Regions from separate parts of the Mus musculus genome. Here region 1 is linked to region 2. Evidence: chromatin contacts called from public Hi-C data. All regions are on one chromosome and are shown on one strand. The core of a region is the stretch at or near the end of the contact, and the rest is flanking DNA. Distances in the headings are between cores, read along the strand shown. Region 1 has its middle 62 kb from the start of Gm38790. Region 2 has its middle 32 kb from the start of Gm38789.

The links. Hi-C and Micro-C count contacts between places; a contact is called where the count stands out from the background.
Region 1: a Hi-C map of the N1E-115 cell line shows a contact between it and region 2, with 10 times the contacts expected there. The contact joins two enhancer-like sites. A contact is called at or near these places in 2 of 484 Hi-C or Micro-C datasets (the N1E-115 cell line and cerebral cortex).

The regions. Positions count from the first base shown.
Region 1 is chr6:36,058,485-36,065,674 of GRCm38.p6, forward strand. No RefSeq gene overlaps it. Among named protein-coding and RNA genes, the nearest start is that of Gm38790, 62 kb to the left of the region's middle. Within about 2 kb of position 5,692, at least 4 of the 459 cell types and tissues checked have an H3K27ac peak or open chromatin away from gene starts, as enhancers often do. A contact at or near this core is called in the N1E-115 cell line, where this site is marked.
Region 2 is chr6:35,377,329-35,384,261 of GRCm38.p6, forward strand. No RefSeq gene overlaps it. Among named protein-coding and RNA genes, the nearest start is that of Gm38789, 32 kb to the right of the region's middle. Within about 2 kb of position 3,588, at least 83 of the 459 cell types and tissues checked have an H3K27ac peak or open chromatin away from gene starts, as enhancers often do. A contact at or near this core is called in the N1E-115 cell line, where this site is marked.

The sequences.
Region 1 (7,190 bases), core at 4,442-6,941, 680 kb after region 2:
ATGCTGGCAGGTTTTAACTTTCAGCTGTAGTACAGCAGGACTCTTGTTTGCCTTATTGCCTGTCACCAAGAGGTCATATTTATGTTTTAAAGACTATAGCATCTTCTCCCTACTAGCCTCTTACTTGTCTACTCTGCCAGAGTTACCCTTAGTCTTCAGCTACACAATTTTCTCTTAAGTAGTCAAATGAATACATTGGGTCTAGCTGGATTAAATTTATTATTTTCCTTCTTTCCTGGTTGATATAGCCAATTATATCTAAAATAAAAAACCTGTGATATCTCTATATGCATATTATTTGATTAAATAGTCAGACAATAGAATCTTCAGGGTAGGCCTTGAAAATCTTGCCCACAAAAGTGATCCCCTCCATTCAGAACTTCAAGCGAGAAATATTCACAATTCTTGGTTCTCAAGGATTAATAATGTATCAGTAACCTTCAATGTTTATTCCTTAGTATGTAGTACATTTCAAATATTTTGAAACCTTTCCCCCAAATCCCATATCTCAAATATACTTGTTTGCAGATAATTCAAAGTCAACTGTTAAGGTCTCATCTGAAGTACATATTTGTTTAATGTGTAGGCCACTCAGGGATAAATTGCAAGGCCACAGGACCACCATTACTGCTCAGACCTTGTATTGCCATGGCCTGTTTTCTAGAGCAAAGTATTGCAGAGTGGCTACATTTGAATATAGATGCCCTCAATTTCCATTTCTTTGGCTGCTCTCACTGTCTTTTCTTTGTATGGGCATGGACTAGGTTGGAATATATAAACCCACCAGAGAACCGTATGATTCCCTAGCCCTCCTCGTAGGTGAAGAAGAGGGCATGATTGGACCTCACAGAGATCCACTTGTGTCTGCTTCCTGAGTATTGGGATTCAATGCATAGGATACCACGCACAGCTGAATATTTTTTTTTCTAAGAAGAAAACTAAGGTTTCTTGTCATTCAGTGTTGTAATTTATTTTGACTTTCATATTCTGACCTGCCAGAGACTATTCTGAAATTGTCATCATCTTAAAGGAGTAGGTAAATTCTGTAAAAGTGATGGAAAAAAAATCATCTCAATAATTGTAAATTAGATGCAGCTCTAAAAAAAATCACTCTATTACTGATAAAGTGGATTTCAATTTCAACACAATAGTTATATAACTGACAGATGATGCTTGATGCTAGATAGATAGATAGATAGATAGATAGATAGATAGATAGATAGATAGATAGATAGATAGATATAGATAGGTACATAGACTGGCAGGCAGACAGAGAGACAGACAGACAGGTAGATAGATGTTAAATACCAAATGAAAAAGATGATCCAGACATGAGGAATAATACATTTTAACACAGGGTAGATTAATCTGTAAATGAAATAAAATACTTAAGTATTATGGTGATAGATAGTCTAGAGAAATTGTTGAGAACAAACCATGCTTTTTAGGACCATTGGTGAGAATAATTGAGTCTGAGGCTAGATAGCAAGGTAAATATAGAGAATTTGCTTTACCCTTATTCATCAGCTAGTGTTGCATCAGCATGCCAGGTAGGATCAGTGCTTAATACCGTAGAGCAGTGGTTCTCAACCTTCCTAATGCTGCGACCCTTTAATACAGTACCTCATGTTGTGGTGACTGACCCCCAGCCATAAAGTTATTTCATTGCTATTTTGTAACTATAATTTTGTTATGAATTATAATGTAAATATATGATATGCAGGATATCTGATATGTGATTCCTGTGAAAGAGTATTTTGAGTGGAGACCACAGTTTGAGAACCATTGCCATAGAGGTCACAAGTTTAATAACATGTATCAGGTGCTGCCACAATAGAATGTATAATATATGGTTTTGGCCTGAAGAGGTATTTTAGTTGGGTTCTCCAAGAAGTGAGACTAAATAGGATATTAACATAGACAGAAAGAATTGTATAATAGTTTAAGGATTCAGTTCATTTCACAGGTTGACTGTCAAATCAAAAATCTTCAAGTTGGGCTCGTTGGCTGGAGAACCAGGGAAGAGTCTAGGCTACAGTTCAAGGCCAAAACTCTCATGCTGAAGACCCAGAAGGGAATCAGTATTACAGATGAGGTCTGGAGATCATCTTCTGCCAGAATCCCTCTTGTTCAGGGAGGTCTGGCTTTGTTCCAGTTGGGCTTTGGATGGATTGAAAGAGAGCATCCACACTATGGAGAGCAATCTTCTCTTTTTAAAGTAAGCTAATCTAAACACTAACCTTGCCTAAATATATCACTATAGAAACACCCAAAACAACCCAGACTTTAGTATGTAGAGACCTAGTCAGCACTGGTAATTAATGCAGAAAGCTACCCATAACAAGAAACTTACCTTTTGGGCCTTGTGGGTTGAATTTTTACCCATTTAAAACAATTGATTTGCATGGTTGTAACAGCAACAGCAATGTGACCTGCGTATATAGGTTCAGATTTTTGTCCAACAACAAGAATGTAAATTGTAAATTTCTATATGCATATGTCCGTTTATGTAGTACTATGTTTAAATGTTCAATACCTAGCAGGCCCTTACTGAATGTTTCGTGTATTAAGCCTTCAGCATAGATGCTACCACTTTTGCTTCATTGAGGGGTAAGCAGTGGAGAGTATTAGATCCTTCTGCTAAGGAAGCTGAAGTGGCAGAATCCTCAGTACATAGTACAGAATAGCTGGGGACTTGGGACTTCTGTTTCAGCTTGTCCTGATTTTTTTTTTTAATTAGGTATTTAGCTCATTTACATTTCCAATGCTATACCAAACGTCCCCCTTACCCACCCACCCCCACTCCCCTACCCTCCCACTCCCCCCCTTTGGCCCTGGCGTTCCCCTGTACCGGGGCACACAAAGTCTGCGTGTCCAATGGGCCTCTCTTTCCAGTGATGGCCGACTAGGCCATCTTTTGATACATATGCAGCTAGAGTCAAGAGCTCAGGGGTACTGGTTAGTTCATAATGTTGTTCCACCTATAGGGTTGAAGATCCCTTTAGCTCCTTGGGTACTTTCTCTAGCTCCTCCATTGGGAGCCCTGTGATCCATCCATTAGCTGACTGTGAGCATCCACTTCTGTGTTTGCTAGGCCCCGGCATAGTCTCACAAGAGACAGCTACATCTGGGTCCTTTCAGTAAAATCTTGCTAGTGTATGCAATGGTGTCAGCATTTGGAAGCTGATTATGGGGTGGATCCCTGGATATGGCAGTCTCTACATGGTCCATCCTTTCATCTCAGCTCCATACTTTGTTTCTGTAACTCCTTCCATGGGTGTTTTGTTCCCACTTCTAAGGAGGGGCATAGTGTCCACACTTCAGTCTTCATTTTTCTTGAGTTTCATGTGTTTAGGAAATTGTATCTTATATCGTGGGTATCCTAGGTTTTGGGCTAGTATCCACTTATCAGTGAGTACATATTGTGTAAGTTCCTTTGTGATTGTGTTACCTCACTCAGGATGATGCTCTCCAGGTCCATCCATTTGGCTAGGAATTTCATAAATTCATTCTTTTTAATAGCTGAGTAGTACTCCATTGTGTAGATGTACCACATTTTCTGTATCCATTCCTCTGTTGAGGGGCATCTGGGTTCTTTCCAGTTTCTGGCTATTATAAATAAGGCTGCTATGAACATAGTGGAGCATGTGTCCTTCTTACCAGTTGGGGCTTCTTCTGGATATATGCCCAGGAGAGGTATTGCTGGATCCTCCGGTAGTACTATGTCCAATTTTCTGAGGAACCGCCAGACTGATTTCCAGAGTGGTTGTACAAGCCTGCAATCCCACCAACAATGGAGGAGTGTTCCTCTTTCTCCACATCCTCGCCAGCATCTGCTGTCACCTGAATTTTTGATCTTAGCCATTCTCACTGGTGTGAGGTGGAATCTCAGGGTTGTTTTGATTTGCATTTCCCTGATGATTAAGGATCCATCAATGTAATCCATTATATAAACAAACTCAAAGACAAAAACCACATGATCATCTCGTTAGATGCAGAAAAAGCATTTGACAAGATCCAACACCCATTCATGATAAAAGTTCTGGAAAGATCAGGAATTCAAGGCCAATACCTAAACATGATAAAAGCAATCTACAGCAAACCAGTAGCCAACATCAAAGTAAATGGAGAGAAGCTGGAAGCAATCCCACTAAAATCAGGGACTAGACAAGGCTGCCCACTTTCTCCCTACCTTTTCAACATAGTACTTGAAGTATTAGCCAGAGCAATTCGACAACAAAAGGAGATCAAGGGGATACAAATTGGAAAAGAGGAAGTCAAAATATCACTTTTTGCAGATGATATGATAGTATATATAAGTGACCCTAAAAATTCCAACAGAGAACTCCTAAACCTGATAAACAGCTTCGGTGAAGTAGCTGGATATAAAATTAACTCAAACAAGTCAATGGCCTTTCTCTACACAAAGAATAAACAGGCTGAGAAAGAAATTAGGGAAACAACACCCTTCTCAATAGTCACAAATAATATAAAATATCTCGGCGTGACTCTAACTAAGGAAGTGAAAGATCTGTATGATAAAAACTTCAAGTCTCTGAAGAAAGAAATTAAAGAAGATCTCAGAAGATGGAAAGATCTCCCATGCTCATGGATTGGCAGGAACAATATTGTAAAAATGGCTATCTTGCCAAAAGCAATCTACAGATTCAATGCAATCCCCATCAAAATTCCAACTCAATTCTTCAACGAATTAGAAGGAGCAATTTGCAAATTCATCTGGAATAACAAAAAACCTAGGATAGCAAAAACTCTTCTCAAGGATAAAAGAACCTCTGGTGGAATCACCATGCCTGACCTAAAGCTTTACTACAGAGCAATTGTGATAAAAACTGCATGGTACTGGTATAGAGACAGACAAGTGGACCAATGGAATAGAATTGAAGACCCAGAAATGAACCCACACACCTATGGTCACTTGATCTTCGACAAGGGAGCCAAAACCATCCAGTGGAAGAAAGACAGCATTTTCAACAATTGGTGCTGGCACAACTGGTTGTTATCATGTAGAAGAATGCGAATCGATCCATACTTATCTCCTTGTACTAAGGTCAAATCTAAGTGGATCAAGGAACTTCACATAAAACCAGAGACACTGAAACTTATAGAGGAGAAAGTGGGGAAAAGCCTTGAAGATATGGGCACAGGGGAAAAATTCCTGAACAGAACAGCAATGGCTTGTGCTGTAAGATCGAGAATTGACAAATGGGACCTAATGAAACTCCAAAGTTTCTGCAAGGCAAAAGACACTGTCTATAAGACAAAAAGACCACCAACAGACTGGGAAAGGATCTTTACCTATCCTAAATCAGATAGGGGACTAATATCCAACATATATAAAGAACTCAAGAAGGTGGACCTCAGAAAATCAAATAACCCCCTTAAAAAATGGGGCTCAGAACTGAACAAAGAATTCTCACCTGAGGAATACCGAATGGCAGAGAAGCACCTGAAAAAATGTTCAGCTTGTCCTGATTTATCACAGCTAAGACAATGGAAAAGGGATAAAACTTAAAATTAATTAATATGGTCCACAGACACTGAAATGTTGGAAGAAAATACTCCAGTGGCCTGATGATGATGTAATAGTCTTTCTTCACGTGAGCTGAGCACAGAATCCATCTTAGCATTCTTCTGTGATTCTCATCTGATTAATATGAAGATCACGGCGGCCAACACTTCTTGAATAGCTGTGTATATGCTACATAAACATTCGCAGTAAAAGGGATGTCAAAAAGAAAGAAAAAAAAAGCAAAATGATTCTCTCATGTTGGCAGAGCACATCTAATTTAGAGCTCCACACCGGCTGCCCAGACAACATCTTGCTGAAATTGTATTAAAGTCACTGCTCTCTATTTGCCCCTTTGCATTGATTGGCAAGGAGCAGTATTGGAGTAGTCCTGTGATTTATTTGTTCACCTCATCCATTTGTGAAAGGAAACCAGAGCACTAACCATTTGGGGAAGGATTTACATAATTGAATTAAATGATCTTTGTCTTCTTATCCCAGCATGCAGATGCAATAGATAATATCCCAGATGTCTTTTAGTCACTGTTTCCTGTCTTGTAGTCTCCAGGTACATATTAGAAAGGAGAGAGACAGTTTACGGGAATGAGGAGTGAAACTAGGTTTATGATGAAGAATATATTCTTGGATTAACCACTAATGTTAACTGTTAAGTGGACAGACACTGAAGTGACCAATGCCTGAGATACAAGCTTAGCCCTTTTCATGTTAGTTGAGTCCTGATTCTCCACTGTGCTCATTTGAAAACCTGATTATCCTAGGCAACTCAGATTAACGCCATTGCCTCTTGCAGTCATTTGTTTTAGGGGGAATAGGCTGGCTTCTGAGATGCAAGAATAATTTAGAACATAGAACTTCCTATCCATATGGAAGACGTCAGAGAAAGAAAACAAGTCCTTCTTCTCTGTCCTGACCCTGTCTTGTCTGAGTAGAGAAGAGAGCTAGAACTCTGCTTGTTGCCTACTGATCACACAGGAATCACTTCTGTTAGAGAAAACAGGGACTTTGATTTGTGGCTTGTAAATGAACCAGCCCTGGAACTCTTCTGCTGTGTTTTTCTTGATGAGTCAGTTTTCTGTGATTTCCAGCTGGGTGCCTCCATATCTCATGACTGACCCTTTTGAATTCTTCCTGATGTCTGTGTCTTTTCTTTGAAGGACATGAGGCTTATTTAGTTGTTTCTTTTTTTCTTTCAGTGACCTTATCTTTGAATATTGGTGAGTCAGATGTAGCCTTCTGGGGTAGAAGCATGTGTTGTGGAGGATGTGTTATATGAGAGTCAGACTCGTGCTTCACCGTGGCTTGAGCATTGGGAATTGTGTGTGGAATGCTAGCCACATCTAGATTCCTTTATAGAGAAAACACTGTCACTAGTTTCACTTCTAATACACACACACACACACACACAAACACACACACACGCACACATACAAACATGCTGATGTGCATAGCACATGTGCACACATACACATGCACACACTCACACTCACAAACATGTGCACGTATATGCACACATGCACACACATACATGTGCACACATGCGCACCCCCCTACACACATACACACATAGGCATACACAAAGTTTTAGGGAAGGAAAATAACCCTCAAAGTATCTAAATGTTCAGAACTTATGTCTGAAAAATTA
Region 2 (6,933 bases), core at 2,338-4,837:
TGAACCATTTTGGAAGCTCAGCACGTTTCTCAGAGTAGGCCAGTTTCTTGTGCCCAAACATTGATTACGTTGTAGAAACTGGGATTTGAACCCTGAACCTAAGGACTATAATGCGAAGTGTTTGCTGTACTGTTTCCACACTGGACTACATTTCCGTCTTTACCTCCTCCAGGCTCGGCAGCTTAGTAGGGGTTATTCTCTGGGGCACCAATTTATTAATTTAAATGTTTAGTTAGCATATGTTAATTATATATAAAAAGACAGTGAGCTTCATGGAGGAATTCCTCAGTAGTTAAGAGCACGTGTTCTTCTCGAGCACCTAGGTTTGATTCCCACTACCCATATGATAACATGATAGTTCACAGATGTTTATAGTCCAGTTCCATGGGATACAGTGCCCTCTTTCGGCCTCACTGGGCACTACACACACATGGTGCACAGGCATACATGCAAGCAGAACATTACATACATAATACATACATACATACATCAAAAATATTATATTTATATTTATATTTACCAAGGAAGCAAGCAAGCAAACCAACCAACCCATGGCTTCTTCATGGCATTTTCATACATGTGCATAATGACTTCCCACATATTCATGGCATTTTCTTTTTCTTTTTTTTTTTTTGTCGAACTATTTTATTTTTTATTAGGTATTTTACTCATTTACATTTTCAATGCTATCCCAAAGGTTCATGGCATTTTCATACATGTGCTTCCCACATAGTCACTGTCCCCTTTCCTGTCTCACCCCCTTTCACTTGTGCTAAGTCCCTCCTCCTCCCAACCAGTGTCATGCTAATTTATTTTTTATTTCCCTCTTCATTCAAGGGGTTGGGACTTGGAGCACTGACTTAGATGATACTGAGGAACATATTCGTTCATGTTAAATGGAGACAGAGCTGATTGCAGTTCATCTTGGCAGTTGTTGGGGTCTGGGACAGAGTCCCCCAAGAAAGCTGTTCTTATAGAGACCCAGAAGACCCAGGGCTGACATGGGGGTCCTTTCTACAGCTGGGTCTTCTGACCAGCACTGTAGTGGGTCTGCTGTGGCCAAGGCCCAGCACTTTAGCCCCAGTCACAGGAACCATCTTGGAATCTATCCTTCTTAGCATCTTTGAGTGATTATTCCTTGATCTTTAACTGCGTTGGCTGTACTTTGGGCAGTAGGATCTGGGTCTCCCTGGCTTCGCTTTAAATGCTCTTTACAGTTTACTCTTCCTTTGATCTCCTTCTCCTTTGGTGGCATCAGGTCAACCTGAGCTGACCTCAGCCCTGCAGCTGCATTCTTACGCTGGCCATAGGGCTCTACCTCCTGTGACTCTCTGGAATGAAGAACCTCAGAACAGAACCTGTGACAATGTTCACCAGCTTGAGAAATAGGAAGTAGTTTCTGTGTAGCACCATCCTGCCACTAGCCAGCCTGGCCATTCTTAGAGGGTTTATTATTAAAAAGTAACCATCTTTACCCAGCGCCAAATAGCTATCTAAGGGAAAAACTCAACCGTGTGGATGTTCTTTCCCAGTGTTGTGTCATCCAAACATTTGGCCCCAGAGAGAATCCGGCATATGTGTGTATTTAGCACACAGACACCCAAGCTTTTGGACAAGAAACAGAAAACTCAGCAAACACAGGGAATCCTGGCATTTGTAGAAAGGAAAGTCGCAAGGCCGAGGAGTCTGTGGGTGGTTTCGGGCCAATGTCAACAGCCCCAGTATCTCTGAGAGCAGTAGAGACTCTGGTGAGAGACTCATCCCAGCCTAATGAAGTGAGGATAGGTGGCAGGGTCAACACTCACCTCCCCGAATGACCGCTCTGCCCTTTCTAGCTTCTGGGCTAAGGAGCATGTGTCAACTTGCATAGCCCCCAGCAGTCTGCTTTCTTGGCTCTGGCTTACCTTGGAAGGCAAAAATAAGTTCTTTGTTCCAGCATACCACAGCTACTTAGATGTGGAAACTTAGCCTTCTTAAGATCAAAATCCCATTACTCACCCTGCCTGCTACTATATTGGAAAGCTTGTGGCCCACAATTAGCACTGCTATAAGTAGGCTGGCTAAAAACGTACCTATCTTTGAAAAGGTGATGATGACCAGCCAGGAGCTAGCACATCTGGCCCGAGGTTTGGCATACGCATGCAGAACTATACTCAAGGCAGACTGTTTTGCAAGCTTTAGTCTTCATTGCCTCTCAGGGACAGTAGACAGAGAAAGGATTGGGGTCTCTGAGCTATCTGCCTCCTCTCACCTAGATGACTCCAAAGAAAATACATTGCCTTTGTCAGGCTGAGATTGATTAACATGACATGGTCTAGCCAGCTGTTAGGTTCTGTAACCTGCCACCCCCTGCCTCTGTCTCCCGTCTTCAGCTACATAATGAGGCTCTGTCTTAAAAAGCAAGGAGCTGGGAGTGTGGCTCGGTGGTTGAGTGCAAGAGCACAAAGCTCTGGGTTGGAGCTCCAGCACAGTCACAAAGAAAACCAGAAAAAGAAAAAAAAAATTCACATGGTTTCTTGCTAAGGGGGCATACCCCGAACGTTGCTTCCCTGTTCGCGATCCCTTACAGTCTAGGCTGGAAGAATTCTGTTTCTCAGAAGGCCCATTCTTCATCCAAAACATCAACAACCCCCCACTGCCTTTGAACATCGAATCAGAGCAAAGCAAACAAGGGAACCAGAGCGACCCATAGTGAAAGCGGGAGGGGCCTCGCGCTGGTTGCCGGCAGCAGGTGGCGCCCTTGGGTCACCCTCTTCAGTCTCTAGCAGAACAGTGCCTCCTATCTGTCAAAACCCTTAACTTGTCTTTCTCAGCCTTGAGTGTTCCAGCTTGCTGACTCTCTCAGCTTAGGAACTCCCTCCTTCCCTCCTCAGGCAGGGCCCACATGCTGTCCTTGCAATGGGCAAGGAGTTGCATTTCTGGGTGGATGGAAGCACATTTATTATACCACACACAGCGGAAAGAAAACAATTCCACCCAGTTCCCCTTTCTTTAATTAAAAAAATATTATTGTTGCTGTTATTATTATTCCTATTATTATTACTACTACTATTACTTATTATTTGTGTGTGTGTGTGTGTGTGTGTGTATGGTTATTTTGCCTGAATGTATTTCTGTACACCACATACATGCCTGGTGCCTACAGATCCCCTGGAACTGGAGTTCTAGATAGTTGTATAGAGTCATGAGGGTGCTGAGGAATTGTGCCCAGGTCCTCTGGAAGAGCAGCCAGTGCTCTTAACTACTGGTAGTAGATGGTTACAGAGTCGCTTCAAGGATGAAATCAGGTCTTTGCATATGCCTGGCATACCTGTCTTCTGAGAGGCTCTACCAGCAGCTGATCGAGACAGAGGCAGATAATTACACCCAACCATTGGACTGAATTAAGGTTGAATTAAAGGAAAGATTGAAGAATCTGAAAGGGAGGGCGACCTCATAGGAAGACCAGCAGACTCGACTAACACAGAACCCAGGGAGCTCCCAGAGACGGAGCCACCAACCAGGAGCATACACAGCCAGGTCTGAGGCCCCTGGCACATATACAGCGGAGGTCTGCCTGGTCTGGCCTCAGTGGGAGAAGATGCACTTACTCCTCCAAGAGACTTGAGGACCCAGGGAAGGGGGAGGCCTGCTGGAGGTTGGGAGCACCCTCTGGGAGGCAAGTGGGAGGAGGAATAGGATGAGGAATGGTGGGTCGGAGGGACGGGGGGGTGGGGGAGGAGGTCAACGACTGGAATATAAATAAATAAAATAACTTAAAAAAGAAAGGAAGAACGGAAAAAAGTGGAGTGGCATATGTAAGTTCACTAATTGCCCACTAGATGGCACTCTCTTCCCAGGAGAAAGGAAACTTGCGAAAGGGGAGAGGTACTAAACGTTGAGCCAGCTGCCTGAGGGCTGGCTTCTGTTTGCCTGCTCTAATCCATTGCATTTGGGCAGTTAGCTTGAGAAGAGCAACATTAAGGTCAAAATCAGTGGTCCACAGCCTTAGGAATGTGTCTTCTGTGGCCATTTGTGTCAGCATTAATTATTGCCAGTGTAGGGGAGGGGAAGGGAGTAGAAATACACCCAGCTCAGCCGGGAGTCTTGTGTTTGGAGACTAAGGGTGTTGGGGGGATATTAAGATTGACCCTGAAGCTCTAGGATGTGACCAAATCGCTCTTCATGGTCCAGATGGAAGACATAGGAGATGGCTGAGACTCCTTTATAGATGCTGAGTTCTTGGACTGCCTTGTCCCTCCTGCTTGGGACACTTTCCACATCATCTACACACCACTGATCCACACTGACAGTAAAACCCTGTGAATTCTAAGGGCTGTAAAGAGGAAGCTTGCCACCCTGGCAGCTTGGTACAGATTTGAGCGCCTGTCTACCCACTTTAGGTCATTGGCATTTTCTGGAGTGGGTCTTGGCCCAAACACAAGCTTTCTCTTTCAAACCACTTTGGTCACACACACTAACTTTCCCTCCCTTAAGCGCCGCCCCATACCAGCACCCAACCTAGGCTGGGTTGGCTGATGGCCCTGTAGCTTGCACTTCCATGGTTACCTACTGGTTCAGCTGCTACTGGTGGTGCCTCAGTTTCCTCTTCTGCTCATACATATTCAGCCCTGCTTTGACAGTCTTCCCAGGCCGCATACCTTTGCTTAGGGGCTTCCATTTTCCTCAGACGCCAATGGCCTGGGTTCCTGGACATTTCCTCTGCGGCACCCAACGCTACAGATCCAGTCCCCTCCCCAGGAAGCCGGGAGCCCTCCCTGAGCCCCTCAGCTATGCTCTTTGTACCCTGCTTTTATAGGTACGAGGATTGGAAAGTGGGCTATGGGGTTTTCGGTTGAAGCAGTGCTGTTCTTCCTGCTCAGTTCTGAGCAGGCTGCGAGCTGCTGGGATTGTTTTTTATTCCACACCTGAATCAAGAGTAGCATATTGCACAGTGGCTTCATCTTTTAGCCTCACAAACTGTGGCAAGGCCAACATCCTCCCCAGACGGTCATGGCCCCGAACTGCTTTGAAGGAAACAACCATGTCAGGACACCAATATCTTTTCCTCCCTTTTTTTGTTTTTCTTTTTTGTTTGCATTCTCTAAATAAAATAGAGAATGTCGGTATCTGGAGAGGCACATAAGGTCAAGTGTGTGTTTATACAAGGTGATCAGATTGTGTTTGAATGCCGAAGGAAAATGGCATGGGAAATAAAGTATTTGTGGTTGTTGACAGTGAAGAAGAAAACAGGGAGGCTTTCAGCCATTCTCTGTCCAAGTGTTTTCAGGCATGGGCACTTTGAGAATAAGTCACTAGGTCCACTAGTAACACATACATCCTTCTGCGAAAGGCTGCCTTCTCTGATGACCAGTTCTACCAACCCTTTCCTAATTCTACCATGAAGTTCCCCTTCTCAATTCACGATCTTGATCTGCTTTTGGCATTTCAGTCTCTTATAGCCTTTTCCCTTTCAGTGTCTGTAGAAGACTGACACCATCAGTGGCCCAGGAATGGCTTCTGTAAATCTCACCTTTTGCCCTGTAATGCTCTGTCCCAGTCTACCCTGACTCGGTGACCCAGAGTCTGGTGTGGTCACCAAACCGGATCAGCATAGAGGTGACTTTGCAAGGACACAGTGATGACTAGAAACAGGAGTGGGGCTGCTCAGATCAGCAGCGTGGAGCAACCCATCCTTCAGCTCATGAACAAAAGTAACTGTTTACAGTTGAAGGACCCCGTAGTGCTGCGGTGGCTGTTGGGTAGCAACACTGTGACCATACGTGCTGAAGCTGGCATTGAGATTGCTCTTTGTTTTGAGGAAGGGGGTCTTGTCATGGTATCTAGGACGGCCTTGGGCTCCCAATCCTTCTGTCTTGGCCTAGTGTAGAGCTGGGATTCCAAATGCTGGTCATTATTTCTGGCCTATGGCATTGGATTGGAACACCATAAAGGCCAGTCTTACTGTTGAGACTCTGGATGGCATCAAGTCGGCCCCCTCCCTCCTCTTCCTGTCCTGGCTAGTGGGAGAGGACTGCGATAGTATTGAGAGGGTTTGATGACTCATTTTAGTGTAAAAGCAAGCAGGAAATCATGGCTGTGTAGTATGTGTGGTGGAGAAAGATCTCTAAGAATAGGGGAAGGGACACTGTGAGCCTCGATGGCTCCATTACTAACTAAGCTTTATTTAGTTAACACAGTGAGCAACTACTGTATGGGAGGCACAATTCTAGATTTGGGGGCTATCATGCATGGCACATCTGTCTATGTGAAACTCAAGTTTACCATCCAGGGCTATGGTGGCTTGATTATTGCACCAATATTGATGATATGAAAGCGTTCCTTGTATCCAGCCCACTCCATCCTGCCAGGCACAGCTAAACTTATTTCCTTCAAACACTAGCTCCTTCCTAAACTTTCTGTCCCTTGCTCAAGGATATGGTAGCTCTGCATGGCCTTTGGGGCTGAGCTTAAACTCAGTCTGATGTTTTATTGGCTATGCTCTGTCCTGTCCTGGTTGTCCAGTCCGTCTTCTGCTACTCCCTAGAGCAGTGGTTCTCAACCGTTCTAAAGCTGTGGCCCTGTAATGCAGCTCCTCATCTCGTGCTGACCTCTCAGCCATAACATTATTTTGTTCCTACTTCATAACTGTAATTTTGCTATTGTTATGAATAATAACATAAATATCTGATATGCAATCCCCAAGGGGGCTGTGACCCACAGGTTGAGAACCACTGCCCTAGCGCTTCAGCCTGTTCACACACTTGGGTGTATTCCAAGCACTGGCCCCTTCCAGCTGGGAACAGGTCCCTTGCCAGCCACCCCACCTACACTAGCAGAGTCTACTCATCTGCCCAGTTCCTACTTAGCCCTCATCTTAGCCTTGTTGGTAACTCTAGAACATGCTAAGCTTGCCTGTTTTAGAACTGAGACTAGTCATAATCAGACGTGACA